Regions from separate parts of the Danio rerio genome. Here region 2 is linked to region 1. Evidence: chromatin contacts called from public Hi-C data. All regions are on one chromosome and are shown on one strand. The core of a region is the stretch at or near the end of the contact, and the rest is flanking DNA. Distances in the headings are between cores, read along the strand shown.

Region 1 (6,136 bases), core at 2,363-4,862:
GGATTTTTGCAGCTGATACTAAGTACCGATTCCTTGTGGTGGTGATCGGCCAATACAGAGTAGAGATTTTGATTATTATTAAGCATTATAACGCATAAAGCGCATTTTCACAAGTATGCTACTTAAGTGTAGATCTCTCCTCAACTACGAGAATAAAAGAGGGACGTTGCATATTATTCTCTAAACACATTTCTTATAACCATCTAGTGCAGGGGCCCTGCCAGTGTTGCCATCTTAGCGACTTTGTTGCTAGATTTAGCTACTATTCAGAACCCCCTAGCGACAAATTTTCAAAAAAGCGACTAGCGACAAATCTAGCGACTTTTTTGTCTGTTACTGGAGATTTTTATAGACTGTCATTTGTCCATACTGTACCGTCCCTACTCTTCTCAACAAGCTGCGGGTGATGCCGTCGGCCCCTTCCCCGCCTGTTACGACCTCAAAAATGTCTAGGGCTGAAGTCGAACATAAAAATTATAGAGAGAATAAATAAACAGTAGCAGGTTTGATTTTTAAATGACCTTTAAGGTTCTTTTATTGTGAGAAGGTGGAAAAGGTTTGTATTTACAATAAACAAAATAAATGAGCGCAAACAAAAAGCTTCAGGGCTGAGCAAGGCCAAAATAACAAACAAAACATTTACTAACTCCACCCCGAAGATAACTTACCTACTGAATCAAAAATAAATGAAGAAAATAAATTACAAACACTACCCTTACTCCTTAACTAAACGAAAAAACAGGAGAAAATCAGTGTCAAAGTAAATGGCGCTCAGCCCCTACGGCGCTCAGCTCACAGCTTTATCAAACGGTATTTTGACAATCACAAAAATTGGAGGGGAGAGGAAAAAGGGAGAGAACACCTTAATGTTCACAATTCATAAACAACCAGTAGCACTATGATATGTTTCACACGAACGCCACACTCTTAGAAAACTCTCCGTCTCTCCCCCCAGCGATCTGACTCCGTCGGTTCCTTTTCAAAAGATGCTGACTTCTCCCAGCACCAACCACAGCGCACGCACGCAGCACGTCCAATTAGGGCGGGGTAACCTAGAAACAGGAACGGGACAGGACGAGAGAGGGAAAAAAGAGAGACACACCCACACAGCAGCACAGAAACAACCCAATACGCTCTTGTGTAACACGCCTAAGAGCACCGACAGGTGGCCCAGTACAGTCATTTATTGCCCAGTCCTCGTACAACAGCCTCTCCCACCTGCAGCCTGACAGCAGATCATCCCTCTGCGTACCGACGGCAAATGATTTAGCAGTGGCAGTGTGAAGGTATTTCCCTTGTACAGTCAAAGCAATCTGCTTCTCCTTTATTTTAACAATTTAATTTGACTGTTTGCTCTTTTCTTGTTCACAATCACAGAAATTTTATGTGAGAGTTTCAGAACTTGCCTGAGTTTATTACGTCTGGGAGATTACTGCAAATTCACTACACATCTATATTGATATACTGTATTTAATCAGCAATAAATTTAGTTAATTTGACATACTTACATAAAGTGTAGTGTAAATTAAAATACCCCTATACTGACCTATAGTGATAATTTGCAATATAAAGTATGACAAAATCTAGCGACTTTTTGGGCAGAGTTTAGCGCCTTTTTGTTGAAAATAATTAGCACCAGTGAGCCCTGCACATTCTAGTTCCAACCCTACTTCAACACGCTTACATGTAGGTGTCAAACAACACAGAAGGACTCAATTAGTTTGATTAGGTGTGTTTAATTAGGGTTAAAGCTAAACTGGGCAAAGCTAAGGCCCTCCAGGAACTTTGTTTGACACCTATGATCTAGTGTGAACGTGTAATGGTCAGAAGCAGATTTACAGAAAATAATGGACAAAACAGATTTTTAAAATGGTAAGAAAAATGACTGATAATGTGATTTGGAGACACTGCAAACGATGCAGGAACAATTCAGCATGTCTCAATCAATAAGAAAATTTGTAGTGCATATTTGATGCATAAAAAGCCTATTATTATGATAGGACAGTAGAGATTTTTTGACAGGAAAGCATTGGGAACAGAAAGAGGGGAAGGAACGACAAAGAACCTCGAGCTGGGAATCGAACTCGGGTTACCGTGACCATGTTAGTGCTATATGTCAACGCACACTACCACAAGGCTATTGGCGCCAACATCCAATACTTCTTTAATAAAAGTAAGTAGGCCTATAAATTACAAATAAATCTGTACATATTTTACCTGCTGTTTTGGGAGCGCAACAGACACATCATTTACCTCCTCATGTGTTTGACCACTGCTGATGTGTGTCTTTCTCTGCTTGGTTCATGAGATCGTCTAGATTGATGAGTACCAACCGAGTCAAGAAATGTGATAATCGGCCAATACCAATCTCTGGCCAATTGCTTGGAGCATCCCTAATAGAAATTATATTATATTATATTTTATATATATATATATATATATATATATATATATATATATATATATATATATATATATATATATATATATATATATAGTGAATTATAAATTATAAGTTGTGTCTCAATTGGTAATTCTTTGCCTTCCGTTTGTGGGATCTTAAAACCTGCAAATCCTAATGGATAAGGAGTGTCTACCTGGGTTCCAAAACACAGTAGAAAGCATTCAAATGTACTGGTTTTAATGGTTAAACTTGCAGGATTTGTAATGTTTAAATAAAATGTGTAGTGGAAACCATTTAAATGTCTGCCGTGGTTTGAACAGTTTTTTTTTTACTGAGGTTTGAATGGTTAAGCATGACTGATGCAGTACAACCAGTGTAGAAACTGAGAAACTATGCTATTATTAGATAAATTAATTTATTCATATCCATATATTCTATTCATATTGTTTTAAAACATGTATACTTTTAAAGCAACCCAAAGTTAATGTTATAAATGCATATGCTTCTTGATATAATCACATGCTCAACTGTAGTTTTCAGGGAGTTGAATAGTTGGAATATGACAGTTGCAGGAACATTGTGCTGACAATGATATGATTATATGATCAATAGGATTTAACCAAACAAACTGTTTAGAACAGTGATTAAAACATCTATTTATATGCCTGTATCTTAACTTCCCTCGAAGGACTGCCCTTTGAACGACCAGAATGAAACCTCCAGTGTTTCTTCTGTATTGTTCCCTGACTGCATGTCAGCAAAATGAATCTTCCTGAGTCTTGGAATAATATCTAATCATGACAGCTTTTTACTAGTTGGTGTTAATAAGAGTATTATTATGAATGTTCAGCTTAATAAAAAGATACTTGTATTTGGTCCAACTTGCATATCATTTATTAAACACGTTGTGTTTATTGTCGCAAATGTATGAACGCATATTATATACACTTTATGTAGACTTAACTTACTGTAAACTCCATGCTGACAGACTCGTCTGCTGTAGTTTGCGTCAGAATTGTACTCATTTCATTTACTGTTGAATGTATAAGTGTCTCCAGAACAGAGACAACCTCATACTCCAGAGAGGACATCATTCTGTTGTTTTCAGTAGCTCATGTTATCATAATTCCAAAAATAACAATACAATCTTCGTTACATGCACGCTCTCTTGGCGTCTTGTGTTGATTTAGGTGCGTTTACTCACTGCTGCCCCGCACTGGACTGGAGTGCATTTGTATTTGACGGAAACATCGAAGCACGCATATATTTGTTGTGGAAGTCCACATTGTTCATCTACTTCGTTCTTCAAATTTAAAGTAAATGTAATAAAATAAAAAATCGTCTCTTGCACATTTTTAATGCTATTTAAATAATATATTTTTATAAATTAATATTATTCAACATATTAGACATTTAAAATAATGTATTATAACATCAGGGGTATAGATTTCCGTTTATCTATTTTATTGAATGAATTATATATTTTCACTACCTGACAAAAGTCTTGTCACCTATCCAAGTTTTAGGAACAACAAATAAAAACTTGACCTCTAGTTTGTATCTAGTTGGTCATTTGGTATCAGAAGTGGCTAATATAAAAGGCAAAGGCCTCTACATTATACTTATTTTTCTAAATAAAATATGATAATGCCTTGATTTTTAATTAATACAGTATGGTTTGACTTTGCCTAGGCAAAAGTTTTGTCACTTAACAGTAATAATGTATAGAATACAAGGTCATGGTGCAGCGGAAACATAATATTGTGGAGGACTCCCATGAGCTTGAAAGACTGCATCCATCTCTGCAATGACTCAAATAACTGATTAATAAAGTAATCTGAAATGACAAAGAAAATGTTCTTGCAGGACTCTCAGAGTTCATCAAGATTCTTTGGATTCATTTTCAATGCCTCCTCCTTCATCTTACCCCAGACATGCTCAATAATTTTCATATCTGTTGACTGGGCTGGCCAATCTTGGAGCACCTTGACCTTCTTTGCTTTCAGGAACTTTGATGTGGAGGTTGAAGTATCTGTGGTGGATAGTAGAGTGCTATCCTGCTGGAGAATTTGTCCTCTCCTGTTGTTTTTTTAAATGTAATGGGCAGCACAAATGTCTTGATACCTCAGCCTGTTGATGTTACCATCCACTCTGTAGATCTCTCGCACGCCCCCATACTGAATGTATGACTTTGGTCAGGTAGTGTATATGATGCCTTTCAAAAATGTATGAATATTGATACGATGGGAAAAATAATCTAATATTTTCTGAGTACTTTTATTTTAGATATTATAAAGAGTAAAAATACACAATGTTCATGATGTAAAAACAAAAATCTATGTGTTTAGTCAGATCATTATAATTCATGTCCTTAAGTGAAGCGCTTCTTAAATTATGTTTATTATAGTACACTTATTCTACACATTGCCTTCTAGTCTCAGATCCGAGATTTAAACACACATATACTTAATTCCAGGGCCATTTATATCAAGGTGGGTCATTAACCCAACACTCAACCCCTGAAGAACCAGGACATACACACACTATGGATAATTTAACTACCCAATTTACCTAGACATTTTGTTTTTGGACTTGCGGGGAAAACTGGAGCACCCGGAGGAAACCAACGGGAAAACCGGGAGAACATGCAAACTCCCCACAGAAACACCAACCCGCCCAGCCGGGGCTCAAACCAGCAACCTTCTCCACGTGAGGTGACAGTGCTACACACAGTGACACCATGTCACCCCAAAACACACATATGCATTGCATATGTTTTACACAGTAAATCCTGCCGCAACCCAGCACTAGGAAACACCCATACACTCACCCATTTAAAAAAAAGCAAAACTATTTTAATTTTAATAACATTCGATAAACACGAACAATCCAGAAATTCACCAGTAAAGTCATTACAATCCTACATGCTCAGTTTAAACGCATCAAGTAAAACCTCTCAAACTGGAACGCATTTGTGCTCTTTATAATTTCTCTGATATGCAAAACTTTTCCAGCACTTTGTGCAGGTGTACGGCTTCTTCCCGGTGTGAATGTGCATGTGCGCCTTCAAATTATTGGGCTGCGTGAAACTCTTCAGACAAATGTCACAAGTAAACGGCTTTTCCCCGGTGTGCACAAGCCTGTGTCGTTTCAAATTAGCTGATAAATGAAACGCCTTCCCACACGTCTCGCACTTGTGAGGCTTTTCTCCTGTATGAGTGCGCATGTGCATCTTCAGCGAACTCGACAGTTTGAATCTCTTACCGCACAGCAAGCATTTATGAGGTCTTTCTCCTGAATGCAGAAACATGTGGGTTTTATATGAAGCCCTCAGAGAAAAGTCCTTACCGCAGATCTCGCACTTGAACGGTTTTTCACCGGTATGAAGCTGTTCGTGCATTCGGAGGGAATGAATGCTGCTGTACTTCCTGTCACATGACGTGCAGGCAAACGGTTTGCTGTTGTCCGAATGCAGCTGAAGGTGAGCTTTCAATGCGTAAGCGGAGCTGAGGAACTTTCCGCACACCTCACAGCGCTGAGCGTTGCTCTTTTCACCCGGATTGATTTGATTGTGTGTTAAAATATGGTTCCTCAGAACGTAATTATACTGGAAGGTTTTGCCACACATTTCACACATAAACCGTTTTTCACCGTGAACACGCATGTGGCCTTTAAGAGTGCTTCTCTGATTGAATCTTCTGCCGCAAACCTCGCAGACGTAAGGCTTGTCGC
Region 2 (5,391 bases), core at 2,534-5,033, 170 kb before region 1:
GTCTTCACTCAGAAAATGAAACATTATGGAAGAGTGTTTTGCCATTTGAGTCATCACTATAAACCTTTAGGTGAAATTTACAAAAAAAACTTGGAAGACTTATTTAAACATGTCTGAGACTGTGAAAAATATACACGTTGAATGCGTGTTAGTTATAATATGGAGCTAGATCAGTTTCAAAAATAATACATTTATGAAATAGAATTCATACATGCACACCAATTTGTAAATTCAAAACACAATTCATAAATACAACACAGTTTGTGAATTTATAAGTAATATTTCGCCAAATTAATTGGATTTGCATATTTATAATTCGTGTTTTGAATTTAACTTTTTTTTGCATATTTTTAATCATGTTTTGATTTTACGAATCGAATTTTGTAAATGTAAAATGTATTGTTGATGTATGAATTATATTTTGTAAATGTATGATTTTTGAGACTGATCTGGCTCCATATTATAAATGTCGGTGCTGTGAATGTTAGAAGTCGGATAATAATTTCAGAGGTAGTCGTTGATGTGAACATTAACTGGAGCTTAAACCCACAGAGCAGTAAAACAGAGACCTGTTTTAAAGGATGGTTTGAAAAAAGCCTTGTGTGCATACTTATAGTCTGAGATCAGCTTGGCCCAGCACATTCTTACTGAAACTGTGTGGACGGTGTTAAACAAATGTTTCCAATCTGGAGAAAATTCATTTAATATAAGTGGGCTTTCTTTGCTGTTTTGAACCTCTTTATAAGTGCTCACGTCTGCATTTATGTCTTTATGTGCACTGATGATCCAGCAGTCAGTATTTAAACAATTCAACTCTGTTTAAATCTGATAACGTCACATTCACTTATCAGTCTTTCTGGAACATTCTGTCATTACAAAGGCCTTTCAAACAATGAAAATGTGTATTGTACACAGTTTTTTTTAAATCACCATTAAGTAATATACTTTGCCGTCAGTACTATATTCAATGCCCAGCATAAATGAGTAGACCCCTCATTATTCTTTCTTTTAAATGTATATTTTCAATATTATGCTAGAGAATGCAATATTATATTTGTGCATTAACATTACATTAATCAGTAACAAAGCCAAGTCTAGAGCTAATCTAACAAAATACCTCAAGAGAACAGTCCAAAAATAAGTACACCCAAACTAATGTTAGTTAAATAACAATTTAAAGGTCCCAGAAAATTGTGACAAAATTCACATTTAGAAGATATAAAGATATAAACATGTAAAGCTTGTAGTTTGTCACTTCCGTCGAAATAGATCAACGGTTTTATTCATGTCTCCTCATACATCAGTTTCTCATTAAATCATCTCTCTCTCTCTCTCTCTCTCTCTCTCTCTCTCTCTCTCTCTCTCTCTCTCTCTCTATATATATATATATATATATATATATATATATATATATAGTATAGTATAGTATATAATATATATATATAATATCTGACATGCCCCACCCTCTTTAACATGCTTCTCATTTGCTTTTTATTTTATGCACTTCAGCTCAACCTCTCACTGGCAGAGCGGTGATAAAACAAAATGTTATTGCCCGTTTTTAAAAAGGGGAGGAGGAGCTACATTATGACCAGCTCTCTCTTCATTTTTTCGATTGAGTATACATCAAACATAGAATAAAAATGCATATTTCAGAGCACCTCACAGACCATTAAGAATGATAAAAAAATCTAAATTTTGAGAAGAACATTTAATCAATCTTTTCAAGCAAATGAGATATGACTAACATTTTCAAATAAAATAAATCAATTCTGTAATCATGTAATTCATAAAAAATATATGTAATCCAATATAAGAAAATTTAATATGATTATGAGCATTGTAAAAGGTATAATCTAATTACAGGTACTTAATTTTTGGAATTGGATTATTTCACTACGTCATAATTATATGTAATCAGTTACTACCCAGGCGGTTCATTCCGCTGTGGCGACCTCAAATTAATAAAGGGACTAAGCCGAAAAGAAAATGAATGAATGAGTTACTACCCAGCACTATCACTGTCATTGTAGGAGAGCAGTTGACAATACTCAGTTTCCTTGGATTTATGGGTTTGAGTAAAATGTTAATATTTATTTTATCCTATAATGATCTGACCACATTTTCTCCAAACTAAAAAAAATTTAAAAAAAGTTTTTATTTGGTGTGATTGAATACTACGGTTATTCCACCAAATATTGATAACTCTTTTGAAGCAAACACACTAGTATTTGCTATGCAATAATGGATAAACATATGAAAACATTCGTTTAGCAGCTATTTAATGCAACAAAAAGTAATATAAATGACAACCTCTATTCAGGTGTTGTTACAACAGGATATTACAACTCTGTTCCTGTGCTTATGCAATCAGTTTTGCTGAGTTTTAAGACTATTTATGAAACAGACAGGGTAGGGCTCGTCTATCCTATGAGTCAATGCAGAATCAGCTTGGGAGAAAAGCATCTGCAATCCTATGTGGATCTGAACAGCCATAGTTCATCACTAAATGAAACTTCTGTCAAAATTACGAACACCTAATTTTAGTTTGAAACCCAAAAGGGAAATTTTTAACAGAATGTTGGTGCTGCACTCTTTCGACTATAGTTACACTGAGCTGTCAAGCATAAAAAAGACAACAAAACACCATAAAAACATCATAAAAGTTGTCACAGTGTTCAAAGTCTTGTATTTGACCTCTGACCATATACAAATCTGATAAATGAAAATATATGCAAATGACATTTATGACATACAAGTTCATATTTGGATTTCATTTATTTAAAACAGAAGTTATATATTCAGTATATATTTACAAAGATTGCAAAAATGGCAACCATTTCAACCATTTGAATTTCAAATACCGACCAGACAAAAATGTTGGTACACACTTTAATCTAAAAAAGAAAAACTTGAGCAGTCACTGTAGTTATTTCAAAGTGAAAAAAGTATATTTTTTCACTTTTAAAAGTATATAAAATATATAATATTACTAAAGTATATGATTAATCAAATATGACTGAAAATGAACTACTGAAAATCAGAAACTGCTCCCGAATTGTGGTTCAACAGAAGCATTAAAAAAGGCAAACTAATCAAACAGGCTTGGACAAAATTGAATGTACCAACAACTCTGACCATGTATATAACACATAAGTGACATTATATGCAATATATTTGAACATTTATGTAGGCCTACAAAACGGATCCTTTTTGTAATTTTTGGAAATATATGTTGAATATATGGCATTTTACATATTCCATCATTTTCATTCGGCTTAGTCCCTTATGTATCAGCGGAATGAACCGGCAACTATTCCAGCATATACGAAGCAGATGCCCTTCTAGCTGCAACTATTGTATATATGCAAAATTCAAATATGAACTTGTAGGCTATGTCATTAATAACGTCTATGTGGGTGATCAGACTACTTCAACTGTTTGGAAATGAGCAGTTTAGACATTAAACTATATATAATGCCTGTTGTGTTCAACCAGACACTAAAAAAAGCCTGGGGCTTTTTGGAGTGAACGGTCTCTTTAAATACAATGAATATCTGAGGGGGGAAGTGTGGACAAACCGCGTTGTGGCTGTTCCTATATAAATGCGCACTTTAATGCAACTTTTAAACGACAATCGCCACACGATGTGTGGAAACTCACTTTGTTCGTCCTCTTTTCCTCTTTCACTAGCATGATGCGCGCACACGCCCCCGTCCTGCCCTTCTTCACTCTCGGCTTCAGCGCGCGCTTAAGAGGTTTATAACAACCCTTCCGAGAGCGCGCAGATAGAACAGCTTATCCACTTACATCCAGGAATAACCTACAAGAACAATCAAGGGTTTCATCGCAGATATCAAAGGCAAGTACAAATACTTTCACCTGAAGTGTTAAATATTGTGTTTTAAGACTCACTTTGTTAAACCGAGATTTACTACTGTCTCAAATTGAGTTAAATTTGTCTCAATCTGATACACTGTCAGTGGTACGATAGAAAAATCCATTAACTTAGCTACTTTTATTGTTAAAATATGAAACACTTTAATGACTTTTCATTTAATTTCAAATGATTGAACTAAGAAACTATAGTCTAAAACTACTAGATTCAAATAGAAATTTGATAATATTTTTGTAAATGTAATTTAAAAACTAAGTAAAGATATTAATAGATCATTATGAACACCTTGTTTACTGTGTTTCTGAACATGTACTATAACTAAATTGTCATATTGCTTTGGCATTACACAAGTCAGGGTATTGACTGTCAAAAGCAAAAAAATTTAAACTTCATCTAAATTATTGTCTCATCTAGCAAATACAGTCCAAACTGTGCATTTAATAAATAAACGTATATAAAATAACTAGTTTTTTTTAAACACAATGTTGGGTGTAGACTGAAGTCTCAGCAGTGTTAAAGCAATGACACCATGTGGTTTACTAGGGAAATCCGGGAATTGGCTGATCTCAAGGACTAGCTGTGTTTAAGCATTACATAATAGGAGTGTGTTAGTGTAACTGGTCCAAGAGATTTTGTGAAGGTCAAGAGGACTGGTGTCATATAAGAGATGAACATTAGTTGTCTGACAGAAGAACACACATCTTTGAAACATTCAGTTTATATCTTTGTCTTTCTTTTTACAAGCATGTTTTTACAATTGCGTCACTTGCCAATAAATCTCAGCAACAAACTGTGAACAGTCGAATGGTAAGAAACATATGCCTCTCATAGAGGAACAATAACAGAATTGTGCTTGTTTTTAATGCATCCTCTGCCAGCAATGGCATAATTAACAGCATAATTAAATTCAGCCTGCTGGGAAAAGCAGTTTACAAAAGTTGTTTTTACATACAAAGAGAATGTATTAAATGCAATTAAAGTGTCACATTTCTGAATACATTTTGTGAAGAACATCAAGCATAACATATGATTTTATATGATATAAAATACACTTATTATAGATACACTCACAGCTGAATAATATTTTGCTGCTACAGTGTGATTCATTAGAATGTATTTTATTCATCAAATGATGGCGACCCCTCATTAATAAAGGGACTACGACGAAAAGAAAATGAATGAATGAATTTTGCCTTTTGTGAGTCATGGTAAAAATGTTTAAGCAAAATTAACTGCATTTATGTATATACAGCGCTCAGCATAACTGAGTACACTGCATTTCGAAAATAAATATTTTCATCCAATTCTCAGTGAATATGGGTAATTTATATTGGTGCATTTGAACAAAACAGATTTATTAAACAGATATATTTATTAAAATAATATTTTTGCCACAGAAAATCTTTAGAAATGGAAAGATGATACATTTAAATTCATGCAAAATATTGCAAAAAATGACAAACCACAAAATTTCATCAACAAAATTGTATATA

What was found. Hi-C and Micro-C count contacts between places; a contact is called where the count stands out from the background.
Region 2: a contact with region 1 is called in a Hi-C map of an unstated tissue, with 4 times the contacts expected there. The contact joins the promoter of zgc:154093 here to the promoter of si:dkey-182i3.10 in region 1. A contact is called at or near these places in 3 of 18 Hi-C or Micro-C datasets (caudal fin, hematopoietic stem cells and an unstated tissue) and 2 of 4 datasets of contacts at active chromatin or transcription factors (caudal fin and gastrula embryo).

Annotation. Positions count from the first base shown.
Region 1 is chr15:25,998,437-26,004,572 of GRCz12tu, reverse strand. si:dkey-182i3.10 reads right to left here and starts at 3,612. Exons shown (of 4, transcript XM_073923697.1): 1 at 3,373-3,612; 2 at 1-2,393. si:dkey-182i3.8 reads right to left here. Exons shown (of 5, transcript NM_001423242.1): 5 at 4,727-6,136. The coding sequence ends at 5,361.
Region 2 is chr15:26,164,897-26,170,287 of GRCz12tu, reverse strand. It overlaps zgc:154093, which reads left to right and starts at 3,783. Exons shown (of 2, transcript NM_001077731.1): 1 at 3,783-3,862.